Linked DNA regions of Mus musculus: region 2 is linked to region 1. The links are chromatin contacts, called in public HiChIP or PLAC-seq maps. All regions are on one chromosome and are shown on one strand. Each heading gives the region's core, a stretch centred on a gene start, on an enhancer-like site or on the middle of the called end of the contact. The rest is flanking DNA. Distances are from core to core; before and after follow the strand shown.

What was found. HiChIP or PLAC-seq counts read pairs in DNA pulled down with a chosen protein or histone mark.
Region 2: an H3K27ac HiChIP or PLAC-seq map of regulatory T cells shows a contact between it and region 1, with 7 times the contacts expected there. The contact joins two enhancer-like sites. A contact is called at or near these places in 1 of 15 datasets of contacts at CTCF or cohesin (large pre-B cells), 1 of 484 Hi-C or Micro-C datasets (bone marrow-derived macrophages) and 3 of 115 datasets of contacts at active chromatin or transcription factors (embryonic stem cells and regulatory T cells).

What each region holds. Positions count from the first base shown.
Region 1 is chr8:127,497,761-127,503,564 of GRCm38.p6, forward strand. The region is part of intron 22 of Pard3 (par-3 family cell polarity regulator); the gene reads left to right. Gm51558 (a long non-coding RNA gene) reads left to right here. Exons shown (of 2, transcript XR_003947492.1): 1 at 1-34; 2 at 73-5,804. Among named protein-coding and RNA genes, the nearest start is that of Gm51558, 26 kb to the left of the region's middle. Within about 2 kb of position 2,596, at least 83 of the 459 cell types and tissues checked have an H3K27ac peak or open chromatin away from gene starts, as enhancers often do. A contact at or near this core is called in regulatory T cells, where this site is marked.
Region 2 is chr8:128,592,935-128,598,513 of GRCm38.p6, forward strand. No RefSeq gene overlaps it. Among named protein-coding and RNA genes, the nearest start is that of Gm26002, 55 kb to the right of the region's middle. Within about 2 kb of position 2,542, at least 56 of the 459 cell types and tissues checked have an H3K27ac peak or open chromatin away from gene starts, as enhancers often do. A contact at or near this core is called in regulatory T cells, where this site is marked.

The sequences.
Region 1 (5,804 bases), core at 1,346-3,845:
TGTGTCACATCCCTGTGATGCACAGTAGGTATAGGTATCAGCTACCTACTGTGATAGCTACCATCACAGTAGGTAGCTATCAGCTCCTTTGCCTGTCCTGTGTGTCTGGCTCCTGCCCCTGCCCTCTATCTGGTATTGTAGCATGATATATTTACTGACTCTCAGAGAATCCTGCTGTGGGTCTGGAGGCAGCACATACTCCTAGTTTGCCACTGAGGTAGATAGTCTCACCTTAAAACAAAATAGGCCTCTCGTGGAGAGGATTCTGCTTTTTGTTTTTGAAGCACCTCTTCCTGTAAATCCCTTTCTTTATAGGCAGCACTGTTTAAAAGCTGCGTGGGGCCAGAGAGAGGGTCTAGTGGGTTAAGAAGCACTGTGGCCAGCAAGATGGATCAGTGTGTAATGGTACTTGCCACCAAGCCTGAAAACTTGAGTTTGTTCCCAGGATCCATGTGGCAGAAGGAGCAAACGGATACCCTCAAGTGCCATCTAACCTTCATAAACATGCATGTACACACACACACACACACATAATGTTTGTGTGTGTGTGCAATAATAAAAATATACGAAAACTGTCAGTATGAAATTTGCTACAGATTCTTTTTAGGTGCCTTCTAGAACCTTCTCTTTTGATTATATGTGTCAAGTTTCTGGAAATCATGACTACTGAATTACCGTGTGTGTGTGTGTGTGTGTGTGTGTGTGTGTGTGTGTGTGTGTGTGTGTGTGTATAGACGTGCCACCATGCCCAGCTACTGACTGACGTGGGCGCTATAGATTAAATTGAAGCTCTCATGTGTGTGCAGCAAGCATTTGTTCACTCTGCTATCTCTGCAGCTCCAGCATGTATTAATATAATTTTTGACTAAATGTTAAAAATGGTCTTAGTAGTGAAATAATACGTTTTTTTTTCCGAAAAAATAGAAAAGGAATATATCAGCCAACCCCAAAACAATAACAATATTGTATTCTTGGTGATGATGGTGTTTATCTGTAGTCCTAGACTGGGGGAGACAGGTAGATTCCTGTGTCTTACTGGCTAGTCAACTGAGCCTAATCTTAAAGCTCAGGGTTCAGTGAGAGACCCCGTGGAGGCTGATTAAAGAAGACACCCATGAGCACTGACATGTGTGCTTGCTTGTGTGTAATAAACAAACAAAATACATAAAATAAGTAAACAAACAAAAGTACATTTAAAGAGACCATTTCTTCCCTCGTCACTGTTTCTCAGAGGAAAAACCACCGAAAGCTGTCAGCACTGCCTTTTTTCAAAGCTACTTTCTTCTGTCTGCTGTAGTCAGAAAACATCACTAGGTTCCAGCTTCTTTGTCTTGAGCTCCATCAAGGGTTGTGGACTCGGGTATGGGAGTTATTCAGCCCTCCTGACCTTTGCATTGTCTGCATGGAGCCGGCTGTTTAAAAAGACAACAGAAAAGCCAGGCCGTCCTTCATTAGCTAGAGAAGATCCCAAACAAATGAAAACCCAGGAGAGCCTTGTTGAGTCTGAATGTGATGGTCTATGAGGCACACCTCGAGTTCTGAGAGGGAGCACACTTATAGCTTTAATGACTCATTTGGGATTTTACACTCTGTTGCCAGAGCCAGTTATCAACAGCTTTGATTAGAAATTGGGAAAGCCGGTTGCTGAGAGGCAGAGCGGAGAGAATTGTATTGGATTAGAGAGGCATTGTTTTGGACTGAAAGAGAAGGGAGACATCTCGGGAAGCATCTGAATATGCATTTATTGTAATAACCGTGGTCGAGGTGGAGTGCAGTGCTTCGTTATTAAATTAAGTGTCTTTGTTCGTTCGTCTGGATCCTCCTGTTGGCAGCAACCCCCTTTCCTCCTCATTTAGGTCCATTTTGATGCAGTGTTACATCCTGATTTGTGGGTTGAAATATGTCAGTATTCATAAACCAAATTCATGAACCATCCTTCAAATTATTTGGGCTGATGAGACATCATTTACTGGTATGAAGCCAACCCAGGAGAGGCCTGTGAAATAATGCATTCAAATGCTACCTCTAAAAAATATCGGTCTTTATTCCCAGTCCTGTATGTAGGGAGAAGCTCTACTTTAAGCCTTATTATTTTAACAATGTGACGTGGGATTATAACGTACACCAGAGCAGCGTGCTCCGTGCTTGAGTACCTCCGAATCTGGACACTAAGTGCGCTTCCTGTGTTCTGAGTTTTTATCGTTAAACTGTGTCAAGAAGATATGCTCCGTGCCTTGGGGAAACCGTGAGGTATGGCGTGGAAATTTACACGTGGCCACATCTTCCTAACTATAGCTGAGTTTGTTAGTAGGCAGTATTTTTACAAAATACCCCGCTCTCACTCAGAGCATTCCTAGTATCGTCTGTATTTATAGTCTTACATTTACGCTAATGTACTAAGAAATTCATCAAACACTGTCTCCGTGGGCTCTGGCTTCCAAGCTGAATCCGAGAATTTCCTCCTGGTTATTTAACTATAAGCAGGGTGATGCTTAAACAAAACAAAGATAACATTCTGTACCTACACAATAGATCAGAACAGCTTCTTTCATCTCCACTTTGGGCCATCTGTCTGAAAAGAAAGTAAAAGCCCTCAGGAAGCAAACCGGCAGTCTGTGGTTAAGTTTCAAGGCACAGGCTCTTTCCCACAGCCCAGCGATGTGCCTGAGCACCGTAATGGGTTTGTGTTGTCTGGGAGGAGCTGCGTGGCTTGACCTCGGCATCTGTCGGTTAGAGCTGTTGGGTTCTCACTAGGAATTTTTAAATTCTGGCTGAAGAGGATTAAATTTATTGCTATTTAAACATCAAGCTTAATAACTATTGGGAATACTATTTTCCAACAGCTAAATTAGTCTTAGTTTTCAAATGTTCCTATGAACCATAATTCTTCCTGTTCTTACACTAGTGTGCGTGTGTGTGTGTGTGTGTGTGTGTGTGTGCGCGCGCGTGTGTGTAAATGTGCATGAATCTGCATGTAGAGGCCAGAGGACAGCCTCAACTCTTGTTCATCTGGATGTTATCAAATTTAGGGGTCACAGCCTGTGTCTCAAGTCATGCCTATCCACTATCCTCAATAGACGAATTAAAAGAGCCAAGTTAAAATGGAAAGCAGGAAAGGGGCATGCATTCAGCATGGTCACTTTGGGAAGAAGGACAGCAGCATCCAGTGAATCCCCTAAGTCTTTTGGGGTCTTGAATCAAGATTAAAGCTTAAAAAGAGGTACAAGGATACGAATGTCTAAGCAGCCAGCCCCAGTCAAGGTGGTCTCACCCATACTGTCTGGGCTTTATCTGTAAGGTGGTCTGACAAGTTGCTAGAAGCCTGTGAAATTGCTTTCAGAAGAAAAGTTCCCCTCTGGCCACTGCCTTTTCCTTCTCCCAGCAAGCGATTCCTGGAGATATGCCCATTTCTTTGGGATCTATTGTTTCAACAATCTGATAGTCAGATTGAGAGACACAAGTGTCTCTTTAGAATATCCTCATTTCTGCCAGGATAGTTACATGCACAGCTGTCTGCCTTAATGGCGTTTTTTGTTCTATTTGTTTGGTAGGTTTGGGTTTTGATTATGCTTGTGGATGTGCCTGAGTATGTGTGTTCATGCCTGAGTGTGTCTGCACTCGCTTATGTGTGTATGTGTGCATGTGTATGTGCTTGTGTGCATTCACATGTATGTGAGCATGCATGTGTGTGCATCTGTATGTGTGTGAATGCATGCATGTGTGTGCGTATGTGTGTTTATGCCTGAATGTGACTGCATGTATGTGTGTGCACTCACTTGTGTACATGCATGTGCATATTTGCGTGTGTGTGTATGTGTATATGCTTGTGTGCATTCACATGTGTGTGTGTATGTGTGTGTGCATGGGTATGGACATGCGTGTGTGTTTTATAAGGAGATTGAGGAAGCAGTCCTGAGTTGGGAAGGTTGCTGAGATAGAAGTCTTCTGAAGTGACTTCCGGGTGTGGGACTCCTTGTAACTGAACTCTCTCCCTGCCCACTGACACCTCCTATTGTAAAGCAGGAGAGCAACACACAGTAACATCTGTCATCCTAGAAGCCATTGGGACCAACTGGAGAAAGGGTCTGATGAAGTGAAGAAGTGGTGAACTATTTCAGCCCCAGGTCATTTCTTGGGCCACCCAACACTAGAGTGTTGGCAATGGCTTGAGCAACTTGAACATCTGCTAGTTCAGTGCTCTACATCCTGGGTTATCACTCCTGTGAACAAGTGCTGTGAGACACTTGATATCAGTCTTTGTACAACACCAAACAGGAAAACAACCCAACCACAAAGTGTTTCCGGTGTTCTCAAAGGAAGGGAATGTTTTTCATAATGAAATTAAATGTTTCTGGCTACCCAGTATGTTCCCATTGCCTATATTCCCTTAGGGTATTACCTGTTCTTCATAATCACTGTCAGTACCCTGTACTGACAATAATATCAATGATCAGGCAGCTGTGGAACAGGTAGGGGGATGCAGGTGTGCAGTAAATGTAAATCTCAGCGTGGGGGAGCTAAAACAGTGTGTGAGGTAGTTTTCCAAGATAGTTTTCCATTACTGTTAGTTACCAAGGAAAAATCAACTTATAAAGCGAGAAGATGGGTTTACTTCCATTGCTTTCAGGTCTGTGGCAGAATGGCTATCATGGCAAAATGCACAGCCCAGTGGGAAGTGTGTGGCAGAGCAGAACTGCTCCACACATGGTAAAGGCAAGAGTTATTTGCTGCAGAGCCCTATTTGCCTTTACAGCGTTACGCCCAGTGATCTGGGATTCCTCTGCCACCACCTTCAAGTGAACAGGCTTCCACCCACATTGAACTTGGGGTAAGTTTTTAACACATAAGCCTTTCACACTTTCCAGCCTAGATGAGAGGAGCTTCCAGCTTTAGTTGGTTGCTGTTGTGTTGCTGAATGATGGAAGTCTGGATTGCAGAGGTTAGGCATCAGCCTTCTAATAAGCACTGTCCCAGATCTCTTGGTCTCTGCATCATAGATTATTCATATTAGAGCCACCACAGACCCCAAAACTGGCTTCAGTTTAAGAGATGATAGATCCTGTATGCTCTCCAGGAACTGGCTAGCTCTTCTTCCAGTGCCTTTCCACGAGGCAGTCTTCTTCATTGATTGTCTCCGTTGATACCAGTAAGAGTGTATGAATGCTCTTATGCTCATTGTCTGTCTGTCTATATATGTGTATTTCTATCTGTCTGTCTTCTTTCTGTATCTGTCTCTGTGTGTCTGTCTTCTCTCTCTCTCTCTCTCTCTCTCTCTCCCTCCCTCCCTCCCTCCCTCCCTCCCTCTCTCCTTCTCTCCCTCCCTCCCTCTGTGTCTGTCTGTCTGTCTGTCTGTCAGCCTTGTCTGTTCTGTCTTGTGCATTTTTCTCTCTCTCTGGAGGGTTACTGGGATCAAATCCAAGGCCTCATGTCCTAAGAATGTATTCAACTACTGTACTACATGCCCTCAACCCTATAGGTACATAGGATATATAGAGAGGGTATAGTGTATACAGAAGTGTTTTACGTACCCCCACAAAAATATTTTTTACTACTATATAGTCATATTCTTCTTCTTTTTTTTTTTTTCAGAACAACTCAAGATCACTTGCTCCTATGTAAAGTATATACAATGTGCAGGGCCAATTATATTAGAATCTTCACTCCCATGAACACCCACTCCTGACTCTGTTCAGACCTGTGAGGCCATTAGTTGGAGCTCCCGGAGACCTGATTTCATGCCAGTCACATCACACAGACACATGCTTGTTTATGTTAGTCATTAAATCTCAATAAGTAAACAGCAG
Region 2 (5,579 bases), core at 1,292-3,791, 1.1 Mb after region 1:
CCTACAAATTACTAATTTTAATGCAAAATAAGTCATCAACCACTTTAGGTATTCTGGAATTACTTATACCAAAATGTATTAATTAGTAATTGAAACATTGTTTACAGTGTGCATGATAATTTTCTGTTTATTCATGTACATTAGTTGTGACATTTTCATTCATGGATATGATGTACTTTGATCATATCCACCTGTAGCCGTTTCTTAGCATCCCTTTCCCTCCATCCCCTTCCTTTCTCTACTTGCTCCTCCACTTTTGTGCCTTTTTCTCCACAGAGTCCATGTGCAAGAGGAAACATGATTCTTGCCTTTCTGATTCTGGATTATTGTGCTCACTACATCTCTGCCTACAACCATTTTCCTGCAAATGATATTTCCTTCATCTTTTGTCTATGCATGTATGTTTGTGTCTGCATATGTGTGCTGGTGTGCATGTAAGTGTGTTTGCAAGCATGAGGAGGCTCCAGTACAATCTTGTTCCTCAAGCACAGTCCATTTAGAATTTGTTTGTTTTTGAGTTTTGGGTTTGGTTTTTGGTTTTTTGAGTTGTCATTCTTGTTTATTGTTTTTGAAACAGTGTCTCTCACAGGTTTGTAGCTCACAAAGGAGGAAAGACTAGCTAGTCAACGAGCCCCAGGGATCCACCTCTCTAATGCTGGAATTAAGAGCTCTGCCACCACACCTGGCTTTATTATGTGAGTTCTGGGAATTACACTGAGGTCCTAATGATTGCAAGGGAATTTCTTTATTAACCAAGCTCTCTCACCAGCCTGACTATTATTCCATGGGCAGCAGATCAGTTCTTATTGACCACTTGTGTACTTGTGTATGTTGAACTCTTATCCTGAAGTATCCTTCCCTCTCCATGCTACTCATATGACAATGTCTTTTGATAAGAAACAGTTCCTGCTACCTTCTCCAGATGCAGTCCTGAATTAGCACTTTATCCCAGAACAGCACTAGAAACCATTACGTCCTACACACTAACTTAATGTTGTGTGTCTGGTTAAAATCATCTCACCCCTGCTTTTAAAGCCTCTGGAACAAATGAACCTACTCAGAATCATGTATTTTCATCATCTAACCTAGAACCTGGTACTTGGAGTGTGCTAAATAAATGTCTATTGCTAGAATGTATGAATTAAAAAATAAATTAAATTACTGAAGCAGAGAAGTCCTGTCCCCAAGAGCCATATAAGTACTCAGATCTTATTTCTCTCTTTATAGTATAGTATAGATAGTATAAAATGACCACTCAATGAGTTGAATATTGTGTATGAAAGTCTTTGTTGTTCTCTTTTTGGGTGGACACCGGGTAAGATGGAAGTGTCTCATGTGAACCAAGCTGACCTCAAGTGCCATATGTTGCAAGAGAATGAAATTCTTATCCTCCTTCCTCTACCTCCTGAGAGCTGATATGATAGGATTAAGCTGCAACTCTCTGGACTTCCTGTACATGAGAAAAAGATTTTACCAACTAAGCCACATCCTTAGTGCTTTATTTCTTACATTCAAGTTTATTGTTCTTTCTGGAGGAAAAACTTAGTCGTTCAAAAGTATTGACTTGGGCTCTCTAGATTTTGCATATCAACTATGAATTCCAGACCAGCCTTGGAGCTTGTTCAGTGTGATGACAATCAATAGGCCAACCCTTTCTTTTTTCATATGTTAAATTAAAAAAACAAAAAACAAAATAGACCCACAAATATAGCTCTCTGTCTTTAAACCACTTATGCTGGAAAACATCCAGACAATATTTTAAATTGCAAGCATAAAGTCTTCAGGTAGCCTTTTAAATTGGGCCAAAGAACAAAATCCCAGAGTATGTATATGAAGTAGAGATTCCAGGCACACTATGGGTGACTCACTTGTAAAAATGGCACCAGCCATTCTCATCACTGACCAGTCTCATCAGGCAGCTGTCTTGCCAGTATTCTCATCAGGCAGCTGCCTTGCCAGTATTCTCCTCCCTACTTGTTAAGGTCAAGGTTCAGGGCACAGATGGTGCTACATGGAACACATTCAGACACTAGGCTGGCGTTCCAGCCTGGCTTCTGAAGACACAGAAAAAAGGGCAAGATCTCAGTTCTTATCTGCACCATGAGATTGTTTATTCAGTAAGCTGTCCTGGGCATGCTTCCCCATTCATGTTGCTTAGTGACAACAACATGACCTTCTCTCTTTCCAATAAAATATATTAAAAAGAAAAAAAAAGAAAGCAATGTTGGGTCAAACTTCCTCAGTGTGTCAGGAAATGAGAAACCTCAAACAAAACAACTTAAGATCTTGCAAGGGTGAGAAAAGCTTGTCTGTTTCTGGTGGGTCTTTTGCAGGGCGGGGAGAGTGTGGGCTCTGTTGCACATTTTATAAAATTCTTAGGCTAAATATAGCAGCTGTGCCAACAAACTCTAGTTACATCTATTTTCAGTGAGTGGCCAGCCAGCCCTTCTGGGCAGGTGAGGAAATAAAACAGTAAATGTTGCACTCTCTCTCAAGATGAACATGTGCATCCTAATTCAGCCAAAGTGGAAATGTCCAGTCAAGTGCATGACCGGGTCACAGGTACTCAGAACAAGGAATCATAGCCAGGAAACAAATGCTAAGACCACTCACCCCAGAGATGGAGCTTATTCACAACAGGGTACTCTCCTCAAAAGCCTGAACCTCCCAGGCCCTATCTCTCCTCAGAACTGAAAAAGAATCAGCAGAGCATGGAGAGGAAGAGACAATGACACACTTACTTCTCACCGGGACTCAGCAGGCAGCTGTTAATACTTATTTCACAGATGTGCTGAGACCTGAGCAGTCCCAGAGTCTAACACAGAAGGCCTGGAATCAGATGGTCAGACTGGGGTGGAAACCCCTTTGTGGGGCTCAAACGAATATTCTGTATATCAGATATTTACATTATGATTCATAACAGTAGCAAAATTATAGTTGTGAAGTAACAATGGATTAATTTTATGGTTGCAGGGGGTCACCATGAGATGAGGAACTGTATTGAAGGCTCACACCATTAGGAAGGTTGAAAGCTACTGCTTTAGCAGGACAAACAGACCGTGTAACCTGAAAGGGCCAAGTGTGATGACCTGGGTCCTCACTCTCCCCTTCCAACAGTAGCTCACAATACAGGCAGTGGCTTGGATGCCTGTCAGGAAAAGAAACATGTGGCTTCAAGAACACACTTTCAGAATGCAGATGTCCTCCACTCACAGTGGCTCTTTAAAGTCAATTTAAGTTGAAAATATACAAGTCAGAAAAGCATTGAAAGGCTGGGGCTGGGAAAATGGCTCAGTCAGTAAAGAGTACAAATTAAATAAATGAAGAAAAACAGAATGAAAACTCAGATCAACGTGATGGCAAGAACCTACTTCAATTGGTCTGGGAGGTGGTGCCTCTAAATCCTGTGGTGCAGCACCTGAGTGTCCAGGAGAATGCACAGTCCAGAGTCTGAGCACAGAGACTGAGAGAGTGGGGATGAGGAGCAATGGTTTCTCCAGACCCACAAACTGTTTTTCTGGATAAAATGCTTTTGAAAATTGCAGGGAAGGTAGTAAGTCAAACTGCCTGTTCTTGTAGCCTCTGAACTCTGGGGTATGTTTTGGAGGTTACTGGAAATTCTACAAGAAGCAGATTTTCTGGAACCTTCTCTTTGTTTTAGGGACTGGTTTTGTCTTGCCTTAGAAGCAGGAAGACCATCATTCATTTCGAGCACCTATGTAAAAAAGCATGGTGGCCCATGCTTGTCATTTCTGTGCTGAAAAAGCAGATAGACAATTGCTGGGGTTTGTTGACCAGCCACCAGCCACTCTAGCCTTCTCGGTGAGCCAGCTTCAGATTATATGACAGTGAGGTTGCCTTCTGACCTCTACATGCATGAGCTCATATATGTGTGCACAGGCACACACACATGCACACACACATATACACACGCACATGCGCACACACACACACAAACTGAAATCCAAGCACAGTTCCTAGAGTACATATCACTTTCTCAGCATTGTAAAGTTAAAAAACAAAACAAAGCAAAAAAAAAAAAAAAAAAAAAAAACAACTGATAAACCAAGCCATTGTCAGGCCAGAGCCATCTGTATTTTACTCAGGATCTTGGTTTGTGGCACCCATGTTAGGAAACTGTTGATACAAAAACACATAGATCTCAAATCAAAGGGAATATAAAATAGTTTATTCTGGAGCCAAAAATGTGAGTGATCATGGCTTGGGAATTTAAATTCGGGTTCCATGTTCCATCGTGGAAGCAGTTTTGTGGAGCTGTTATGGTAACAGAACAAAGAAAGTTATAATTCAAGGAAAATTTAAAATACACTGGTGGAAACATTAACAGTTACAGCAGGTGGAGGAATCTCAACTCTGTCCCTCAGATGCTATCTGAGAGCATTCTTGGTGCCACCTTATTGATGATAAATAGGGTTTGTTAAGTTAACACATTCTAAAGGTTTTTATCTGTTTATTAGGGTATCAGGTCTAACTCAGGGGAGGGAAAGGAGAAACTGTAATTAGGCTCCAAACCTGGCAACATTTGAAATACCCCACTCATTGAAGTCTTTGACAAAAATCAGCCTTTGTAGACACAGCTTCTTTTCAGGAATTTCCTGATCACACAAATTAAGATTCAAAACGGCAAATAGGGCTGGGGATGGCCACACTTAACATACATAAAGTCCTGGGTTTCATCCTTAGGACATTATAAACCAGCCTGTAGCACATGTCTATAATCCCTGCCCCCAAAAGAAGCAGAAGATAGATCAGAAGTTCAAGGATATTCTGCCTTGTGTATTGGGTTTTTGGCTGTTATCAAACTTGGGGATCACAACCTGTGCTCCAAGACAAGTTTGGCCACCCTCCTCAATAAACCAATTAAAAGTGTTAGATGAATAGGGAATTTATTCAATGTGGCTTTGTTGGGAAAAAGACAAGGAGATCCAGTGCTCCATCCCCAAGTCATGAGATTTGGGGGAAAACCCCATTTCTTTGTATTTCAGTTCAATAGTCAGACTGAGAATTAAGTGTCTCTTGAGAGTATCTTCATTTCTTTTGTTTATTTGCTTGCTTGTTTTTGTGTCTTAGGTTTTCTAGATAGGGTTTCTCTGTGTAGCCCTGGACAGTTTAGAACTTGCTCTGTAGACAAGGCTGGCCTTGATCTCAGAGATTCACCTGCCTCTGCCTCCCGAGTGCTGGGATTAAAAGCATGTGCCACCACTTCTTGGTAAGTATCTTCATTTGGTTAATGCTCAGATTCACAAGAGAAAACCAGTTCCGCAATGTTGAGCCAAATTTGAAGCAAGCTTTAATTAAATACTGACCAGGATGGACTCTGGTCAGGTCCATTCTCTGGAATTATAGTGAGTGGTGACAAGACACAAGTTGTAGGAACTTTTTAAGGACAAAATCAATGGCCACTGTATTTCCCATGTGGCTTTGATATTTTCTAAGAACTACAACTACCACAATTCCAGGAAATTACCTGGTCCTTGTGCAGGTAGGCTTACAGGTTGAATTTGGCTCTTACATTTTCTACCATTCCTGTCATAACAGCCTGGGTTACATGACTCTCT